Regions from separate parts of the Mus musculus genome. Here all the other regions are linked to region 3. A link is a contact called in public Hi-C and promoter capture Hi-C data. All regions are on one chromosome and are shown on one strand. The core of a region is the stretch at or near the end of the contact, and the rest is flanking DNA. Distances in the headings are between cores, read along the strand shown. Region 1 overlaps Pdcd1lg2 (programmed cell death 1 ligand 2). Region 2 has its middle 21 kb from the start of A930007I19Rik. Region 3 holds the start of Insl6 (insulin-like 6).

What was found. Promoter capture Hi-C pulls out the DNA fragments that hold promoters and counts their contacts. Hi-C and Micro-C count contacts between places; a contact is called where the count stands out from the background.
Region 1: a promoter capture Hi-C map of macrophages shows a contact between it and region 3, with 5 read pairs. A contact is called at or near these places in 1 of 39 promoter capture datasets (macrophages), 4 of 130 datasets of targeted methods (CD8 T cells, effector CD8 T cells, memory CD8 T cells and 1 more) and 1 of 9 other capture datasets (adipose tissue).
Region 2: a contact with region 3 is called in a Hi-C map of B cells, with 46 read pairs. A contact is called at or near these places in 10 of 39 promoter capture datasets (3T3-L1-derived adipocytes, the C10 cell line, the HPC-7 cell line and 6 more), 6 of 484 Hi-C or Micro-C datasets (B cells, bone marrow-derived macrophages, double positive thymocytes and 3 more), 10 of 130 datasets of targeted methods (the 230-238 cell line, CD8 T cells, bone marrow-derived macrophages and 7 more) and 4 of 9 other capture datasets (adipose tissue, liver, macrophages and 1 more).

What each region holds. Positions count from the first base shown.
Region 1 is chr19:29,460,040-29,462,739 of GRCm38.p6, reverse strand. The region is part of intron 5 of Pdcd1lg2 (programmed cell death 1 ligand 2); the gene reads right to left. Among named protein-coding and RNA genes, the nearest start is that of Pdcd1lg2, 50 kb to the right of the region's middle.
Region 2 is chr19:29,499,565-29,502,264 of GRCm38.p6, reverse strand. No RefSeq gene overlaps it. Among named protein-coding and RNA genes, the nearest start is that of A930007I19Rik, 21 kb to the left of the region's middle.
Region 3 is chr19:29,323,924-29,326,623 of GRCm38.p6, reverse strand. Insl6 (insulin-like 6) reads left to right here and starts at 1,306. Exons shown (of 2, transcript NM_013754.1): 1 at 1,306-1,579. The coding sequence starts at 1,309.

The sequences.
Region 1 (2,700 bases), core at 95-2,594, 140 kb before region 3:
GTGAAACTTTTATGAGGTGGGAGTTAGCTGAAGGAAGTAGGTCACTGGGGTTTGGTCTTGAGGTTAATAGCTCGTCTCTACTTCTTGTTCCTCTGGAGCTTCTGGCCTTAGGGCGGTGTGAGCAAGCAATTGTCATACATGCTCACACTGCCATGGCTTCCCTCTCCAGTATGAGCTATCACCCCTCCAACCATGACCTAAGCTGCTTCTTGTCTGGTCTTTGGGGACTGCATTGAGAAAAGTGACCAATACACTCTTCTTTTCTGCCATTGTTCCATAAACAATGCAATGTCCCTACTATTTACAAAGCTCGCATCTGCGCTGTCATAGGTATTTTTCAGGAATCAGAATTATTTCAAGCCCATGTGAAGATGTATATAGGTTATCTGCAAACATTGGGCCATTTTCCCTAAGGGACGTGAGGACTCCCTAATCTAAGTGAGACTAGAACCAATTCCCGTGGAGATTGGGAGAGAATTGAATTTATCAACTCAAGCTAAGATAGCAAAGGAGGTGAGAAAGAAATGCAAGCTGCTCACCCTTGGCTCTGCTCACTTCTCTGTTGTGGTGGGGGAATTTGTTGTCTATAAAACAAAACTCCCACAAGTGTCTAGCTTCAGAATTACTCCTCTCTTTTCACTTTAAAAGTATCATTATTAGCCGGGCATGGTGGTGCACGCCTTTAATCCCAGCACTTGGGAGGCAGAGGCAGGTGGATTTCTGAGTTCGAGGCCAGCCTGGTCTACAAAGTGAGTTCCAGGACAGCCAGGGCTATACAGAGAAACCCTGTCTCGAAAAACCAATATATATATATCTCATTATTAATTGAGCGTTTCATACATGCATACAATGGGTTTGGGTTGTATTCATCTTCCCATAACACCCCCCCCCCAAGGACCACCCCTCTATCTCCAAATCCTCCCACCTCTGACATCCAGCCATCCACTGGAGCATGGCCAACATACCAGAGCCCATACCCTTCACTGATCCTCCCTCCCTCAGATGACATCACCTGTCAATAACTTCTCAGCTGAGTATGGGGTTCACGAGCCCCTCCCTGATCTGTGCTGAAATGTTGTGAAGGCATCCTCTAGTTCAGGTCTTATACAGGTCTCTATAGCTGCTGTAAACTTATGAGTGTAGTGGTCCCATTAATGTCCGGAAAACACTATTCTAGATCTGTCCTTCCCAACTTCCGCCTCTAATAATGTGTTTCTTACTCCTTGATGACCCCTGTCCTGGCTGGCTTTGTGTCAACTTGACACAAGCTAGAGACATTGCAGAAGAAGGAGCCTCAAATGAGGAAATGCCTCCATAATGTTAAGGTTTGGTCTTTTGCTATGCGAAATACTGGTTACTCCCAGAGACCACATATAGACCCACATAATGCTATGTGACCTTGACTCCCAAGTTATCCCTAATTGGTGAATAAAGATGCTGACAGCCAATAGCTGAGCAGAAGAGGCATAGGCGGGATGTAGGGTTCCCAGGCTTGGGTCAGAGGAGAACCACGAGGTGGGAAGAGAAGAAGTTGGAGAGAGGAGAAGCTGAGGTGGGGTAAGAATCTTGAAATAATGGCCACATGGGTTGGCTAACTGGAGTTAAGAGCAGCCCAGACAAAACATGGCAGATTATTTAATGGGATTATTGGCTAGGAAATAGACATAATAGCATGGAGAATAAATATCTGCCCAGCTCTTGTGCTGATTAAGGCTTATTGTAAATATAAAGGTTATGAGTATCTTTTATCTGGGAACTAAATGGTCAAAGGTGGAGTAGAAAACCTGGATTGAGATTAAATATTTTCTACAACATCATGATCCAGATGTAGGATATTTTCTTATTTAGTGATCCATGGGGAAGAACCCAGTCCACTATAGGCAGTGGCACCCCTGGGGTGGTGGTCCTGTGTTCCATAAGAAAGCATGTAGAGCAAGCATGCATCAGCTCCTGCCTCCAAGGTCCTGCCCTGCCTGAGTTCCTGTCCTGACTTCCTTTGGTGAAGAATAGCAATGTGGAAATATAAACCAAATAAACCCTTTGGTGTTTTGTTGCAGAAAGTGAAAGCCTAACTAAGACAGTCTGTAAACCTAAAGAGGTAAGGGTGCGATATTGATGTCCTATTTTGGCTGAGTTCACCATAGACAATTACTCTCTGAACTTTGAGCCATTATGAGTTTCTTTGCTAACCACTGTCCACTGCACAAAGAAACTTCATGATGGGGTCTGGGAGCTGCAGAAATCTATGAAGATAGAGATAGAAATTTAGAGAAATGATTGGTACTGTTGTCCCTTTAGCAACATCATTGTAGTAGCCTCACCACCGGGACCTCTGAGCTCGCCAACCATGGATTCTTGGTCACAGATACAATACCAACTACCAGGCAGCTCCTCCTATAGAGTGGGCCTTAGATTCAATCAGAATATTGATGAATATCAGATTGTTCATAACTGTGATATTATTGCTACTACTGTACCCATGGGTATATATTGCCATGACAGGCATTATTGTGGCTCACAGAACTCTCCGCTGGGTAAGGTGTTGATGGCTCACCCCACGCCTAGCAGCTCACATTGTTCCTGAGATACTATGAAAGGTGGCCAGCAGGGAAGAAGCTTCCTGGGTAGGGCCAACTTAATATTTCTGTGTCCTGTATCTACCAGAATAAGGACTCACCATCAGGTTCTGGGGGGCAATCA
Region 2 (2,700 bases), core at 20-2,519, 180 kb before region 3:
AACACGGAGCTCGAACATCCTTTACACGGGCCTAGTTGCACCTCCTAGTCGCAGGTGCGTACCTCACCTCAGGGCCCTCAGTAGCACAAGCAAGGGCTCCTGGTCGCTGTGCCCATTAATGCTTTAAACAGCCCCTCCACAAATCAGTGAGAACGACATCTCTGGCAGAAGCTTGTCCGCGTGAGTGTTTTGCAGCCAGGATTGAGATGCTCTGTATTAAGAACACGTAAGTGGGGAGGGACAAACTCAGAAGCCGCTCACAGAATCTTTAGTGGGGTAGGGGTGGGGGGTGTCACAGGCGGTATTTACCTTAGAAGCAGTTTGAAAGATATTCTCCCAGAAAAATCATAATAATGAATCAATCTAAAAATGAATGTAGATAATTTCCCACTATTGTTCTAAAAGAAAAAAAAACTCCAAATATTTTAAGTTTCAAAATATATCCCCCTTTTATGGAAGATCATTCCCAATTGAGTCTGATTGACAGTGAAAACCGCTTACCTGCCAGGAGGCTTGGAGGCAGTAGGGCTAGCATGTGAAGCTCCTCCTGGACGCTAGGTGGCGCCGTGGACTGAGACTTGGTGAAACGAGCTTCAGAGACAAGTTAGACTGGGAGAAAGGTCTTGGAAACTTATTTCTCCAACCCTTCATTTGGAGGGTTTTAAATTTTATTATTATATTAGTTATTATTAATTGTTAATATTTAATGATTATCATTATTGTTATTACTATTACTGTGTGTGGACGAAAGTTGTCTCCTTTTCATATGTTTCATATTTGTGTGGTTAAACTCAGAGAAACTCCTCAGAGCTACAGAGAAAGCAATGGCGACTGTTCCCTGTATGCCCTCCAGAACAGTGCTGCAGCTGCAGGGTCAGCTCCAGGGGCTTAGCGGAAAGGAGGCTGAGACAACCCTTTCTGTTCGGCGACATCAGCAATTTGCCCACTAGGAGGCACTAATAAGCGATTCACAGTCAGGAGAGGGTTGAGTGGGACCCTCTAGCCCACTATCTTCTCAGCTGGAGGAGTGAGGCCACAGTGGCTGGGTTTCTTGTTCTTTCTCACCAACAAAAGCTTTCTTTGAGTGCCGGTTCGCTAATTCCCTCCCCTGCCTCCCTTGTTCCTCAGGACCTCGGACCGCAGCGCTTCTCCTCCGAAGCTTGCTCGCTATGTCCCTGTCTTTTGCTCTTAGCCCTGTCCACACCCTTGGAAAGAATCCTGTGGTTATGCCTCTTGAATATGGCATGGATCTCCTGCCGGGATGCTCCGGGGTTCTGTCTCCTTTCTCACTTCCCTGTTCCACATCCACCCAGTTCTTCTCTCTAAGTAACCGACTCTTTTGGGTTCCCATACTTATAAACATGCAACCGTATAGATAAAGACATGCTCCTTTCAACGATTTACTCAAACTATGGCATACTTGAGTCCTGCACCATGATTTTATTTCCACATAAAATACCCTAAAGATCTCTCTACAGCAGTTCACAGAGATCTTCCTTATGCCAATTTATGGCTGAATTGTATTCGACTTAAGAAGAATACAATTACCTTTTAACCAGCTACTTATCAGTAGAAGTGTAGATTATTTTCAGGTGGCTTCTATTATAAGTGTTGTCATAAGGAATAACATTGTATAAAGGCCATTTGTCCTCTGACCTTTATTGGTCTGAGGAAATATATCAGATTGAGTAAATTGCCTCAGGTTTCTTCTTGGCAAAGCCCATGTCACAATCATTAGAAGTAGGAGGCTGACACCCGTGACCTATATTCTACAGGATATTACCCCACAACATATACTGTCTATTTCCACCATTCCTCCCTCCCCCATTCTTCTTCTCCTCCAGCTTTCTTTTCCTCTTTTAAAAAAAAAAAAGGTTCTGGCTCTGTTGTCCAGTTTAGTCTTGAACCTATGAACCCAGGTGATCTTTCTGCCTCAGCCTTTTCTCCAAATTGCTTTAGTAATATTGATTAGATTGATTTATCGCAGCGACAGAAAAAGCAAGCAAGGACAGAGAGTGGAAGACTGGGGTTTTGGAGGGGAAGAGGAGAAAGGTGGCCTGTCCCTGAGAAGAGAAAGAGCAGGCAAGCATTCTGTGCAGAGCAAGTCAGGGTAGGGGCAGCGGATTTGAAATGGATTCTGTAAGAGTCGGAGAACTGGTCTCACTTGTCACAGTTCCATACACAGGTTGAGACCTCCAGGAGGAGAACAGAGCCTGTGGGGGCCTGGCCCTGAGTGCTGTGGACCCAAACACAGCAGCAAGATTCCTTATGTAGGCCTGCGAACAAAAGAAGGACTCTCCTGAGAGTGTCTCAGAATTCTGCCAAGATAAAAGGGTCCCATCAGACATCGAAGGACAAGCAGATAGCAGCACAGCAGCGAAGAGGCCAAAGACCAGACATGCCTCCGTTTTTAAGCTACTGTGTGAGCCTGATGCCCTAGAATTATGGAGTGGGTGAGTAATTAAACTTTAAGTAAATGAAAATGTTCACTCTGAGCCATGTGTCTTATCCTAGGAGCCATTTCTACCACACAAACTTCTTTGTTTGTTTGTTTTGTTTTCTTTCCCTTCTCTTCCTTTTCTTCCTCTTCCTCTTCTTCTCATCCTCATCCTTCTTCTCTCTTTCTCTATCTCCCTCTTTGTTCTTCCAAGAAAATGAGCTAAAACTATTTTTTTTCAAGTCACAGATTAGTTGCGCATC
Region 3 (2,700 bases), core at 57-2,556:
TGGGATGCTTTCGCGGGTTAAGGCACTTGCTGCCAAGCCTGACAATGTGACAACGATCTTGGGGTCCCATATGGTGCATGGAGAGAACTGGATCCAACTTATACACACACATCAGCAGTAAATAAACATCATAATAATAATAATAATATAATAATAATAATGGTGATGATAATTTATTGTAAAAAAGAATGTGCTCATATAAATAAATTAAGGCAATTTTTACCGGGAACCGGATACTAAATGATGCTTTTATGTACATGTAGAATCTAGACTTAAAACTATGTATTTGTGTGTTTATATATGTGTATGCTTAAATGTTTGTGTTTGTAGGTCATGAAACTACAAAAGGGATTCCGAGAGGGATGAGTGCTTAAAGAAGGTAGGAGGCAATCAATTAATAGAGGACATGTAATTAAAAAAAAGCAAAAAGGGGAATTACTAAAGGCAGGAACTGGGAGAGGGTGGTTAAGGGAGGCGAGTAAGAGAGAGTGAAGTACAGTGCGATAGATGTGAGAAGACACCGCGATGGAATGAGTAATTTTTAAAAAGGGTTTATTTATTTTATTTGATATGTATGAGTGTTTGCTTGCATGTCTGTATATGCACCACGAGTATGACTGGTACTGAACCGGAGTTACAGACTACCATGTGCTGCTTTGTTGGTACAGGGAAGCGACCCCGGATCCTCGGCAAGAGCAAGTTCTCCTAACTGCCAAGACATCTCTCTAGTTCCAGTACCAATTTTTTAAAGTTAAAAAATATAATCCATGAAGGAGATAAGTTTCTCCGAAGGGAAGAAATGGCTCCTGTAAACACTAGGCAAAAAGAAGATCACATTCCAGGTGTGGGGGGGATGCTGCATCTCAGAGTCCTAGGTTCTCATATTTCATGAGGCAGTTTCTTGGAGCGCACGACAAGGAAAATGAATGAATAAAGTCAGAGAAAGAAGACATTTTAAAACTTGCATTTCTGAGGCCAAAAGAGCCTGTTAATTTCAACTTTGACGACAAGGAAAATGAATGAATAAAGTTAGGAAAAGAAGACATTTTAAAACTTGCATTTCTGAGGCCAAAAGAGCCTGTTAATTTCAACTTTCTGCAAGCCGGAAGTCCATGTAAGCCTGGAACACCCCGCACCTAACCAAAGTGTTCTGGAGAAGATTGCCTGCGAGGGAGGGCAACCCGAGGGCGGTGCGGAGAGGGGCGTGGCTGGGGGCGTGGTGGGTGGCGAAGGCGGGGCGGGGCGGGGCGGGGCGGGGGCGGGGCGACGGCCGTTGCAGCGCGCCCGGCCCTGTGGCGGAGCCCAGGGATGAAGCAGCTGTGCTGTTCTTGTCTGTTGTGGCTTGGACTCCTACTGACTCCTTTCTCCAGGGAAGAGGAAGAGGAATCCAGACCCAGGAAGCTGTGCGGCAGGCACCTGCTGATAGAAGTTATAAAACTCTGTGGCCAAAGTGACTGGAGCCGGTTCGAGATGGAGGAGCAAAGTCCTATGACACAGTTCTTTCCCCACTACTCACGCAAGGGCAAAGCCTTCAACCCTCACCCTTCTTCCTCCGCCTGGAGAAGATTCACAAACCCAGGTAAAACTCTGAAGGGAAGGCTTGGTAGCTTATCAGTGTGCAAACTCCTCTTTTCTTATCCTTGACTTTGCTCTGCCAGTGAATTTCTGTAGGAAATAGAATTTGTACCTAGTGTACGTGTGAATACAGTTTTAAAAACCATACAGACTTATATGAAGTTCACTTTAGACTTAGAAGAAATAATTTGTTCAGAGTAGGCCTTATTAAAAAGATGGCCTTAGGTTTCATGTATACCCCAAATTCCGTGTGTTATAAGCTTAATCTCCAGGGCAGCGTTAGGAAGTGAAGTGAGGGAATTAAATTTTCTTGAAACGGAGTCAGGCCATTATCACAGAAGTGGATTGTCCTGAGTGAATCTGTTGCAAGATCACTTCATCCTCCTTTTCCGGCACCTCCGCTATGGGATGATGCTACAGGAAAAGTCCTTGGACCCTGGAGCATCTTCAAATCACGAGTCAAATAAATTCTTGCTCATTTGAAATTAACCACTGTCGGGGGCATTGTCAGAAGATAGATATAGGTGATGAGGAACTAGTCACATAGATAGGATGGGATGGGATTGGGGGCGTTTATTTAGAGGAAAAGTTTATTTAGGGGAAAGACACTGCTGTCTGAATTATACGGGGAAGAGCGAGGAGGTCAGGATGTGCTGAACAGGAGGGGAAAAGAAGCAACAGCGTAGGGCAGTAAGGTTCGTCCAGAAGGGCTGAGAGAGGGAGAGCAAAGCCAACGGAGCAATTCATGTGAAGTGAAAACTTAATAAAGGGCACAGGGAAGGACAAGGGCGGATGAGATGAGTCTCGGCATGGATAGCTCATCGATGCAGATAGGTAGATTGTAGTATGGGGACAGATGAAGCTTCTCTGTGGTTTGCAGCAGCACTGAAGGTGAACTAGCGTGCTGAATTGCATAGAGATCTCGTGGTCTTGACCTACCCTTGCCATTCTGATATTAGCCTTTCTCCTATGTTGTAAAATGTGTTTGTAGATTCCCTTAACTAATTTTATAGTTTTTTTCAAAGCAGTGTTTGTAAGTGAAGCAACTTATCAGAACTTTAAAAAAAAATCAATGTTCTTACTTGACTTGGAAATAAGGAATTAATGAGAGTCATAAAATGAAGT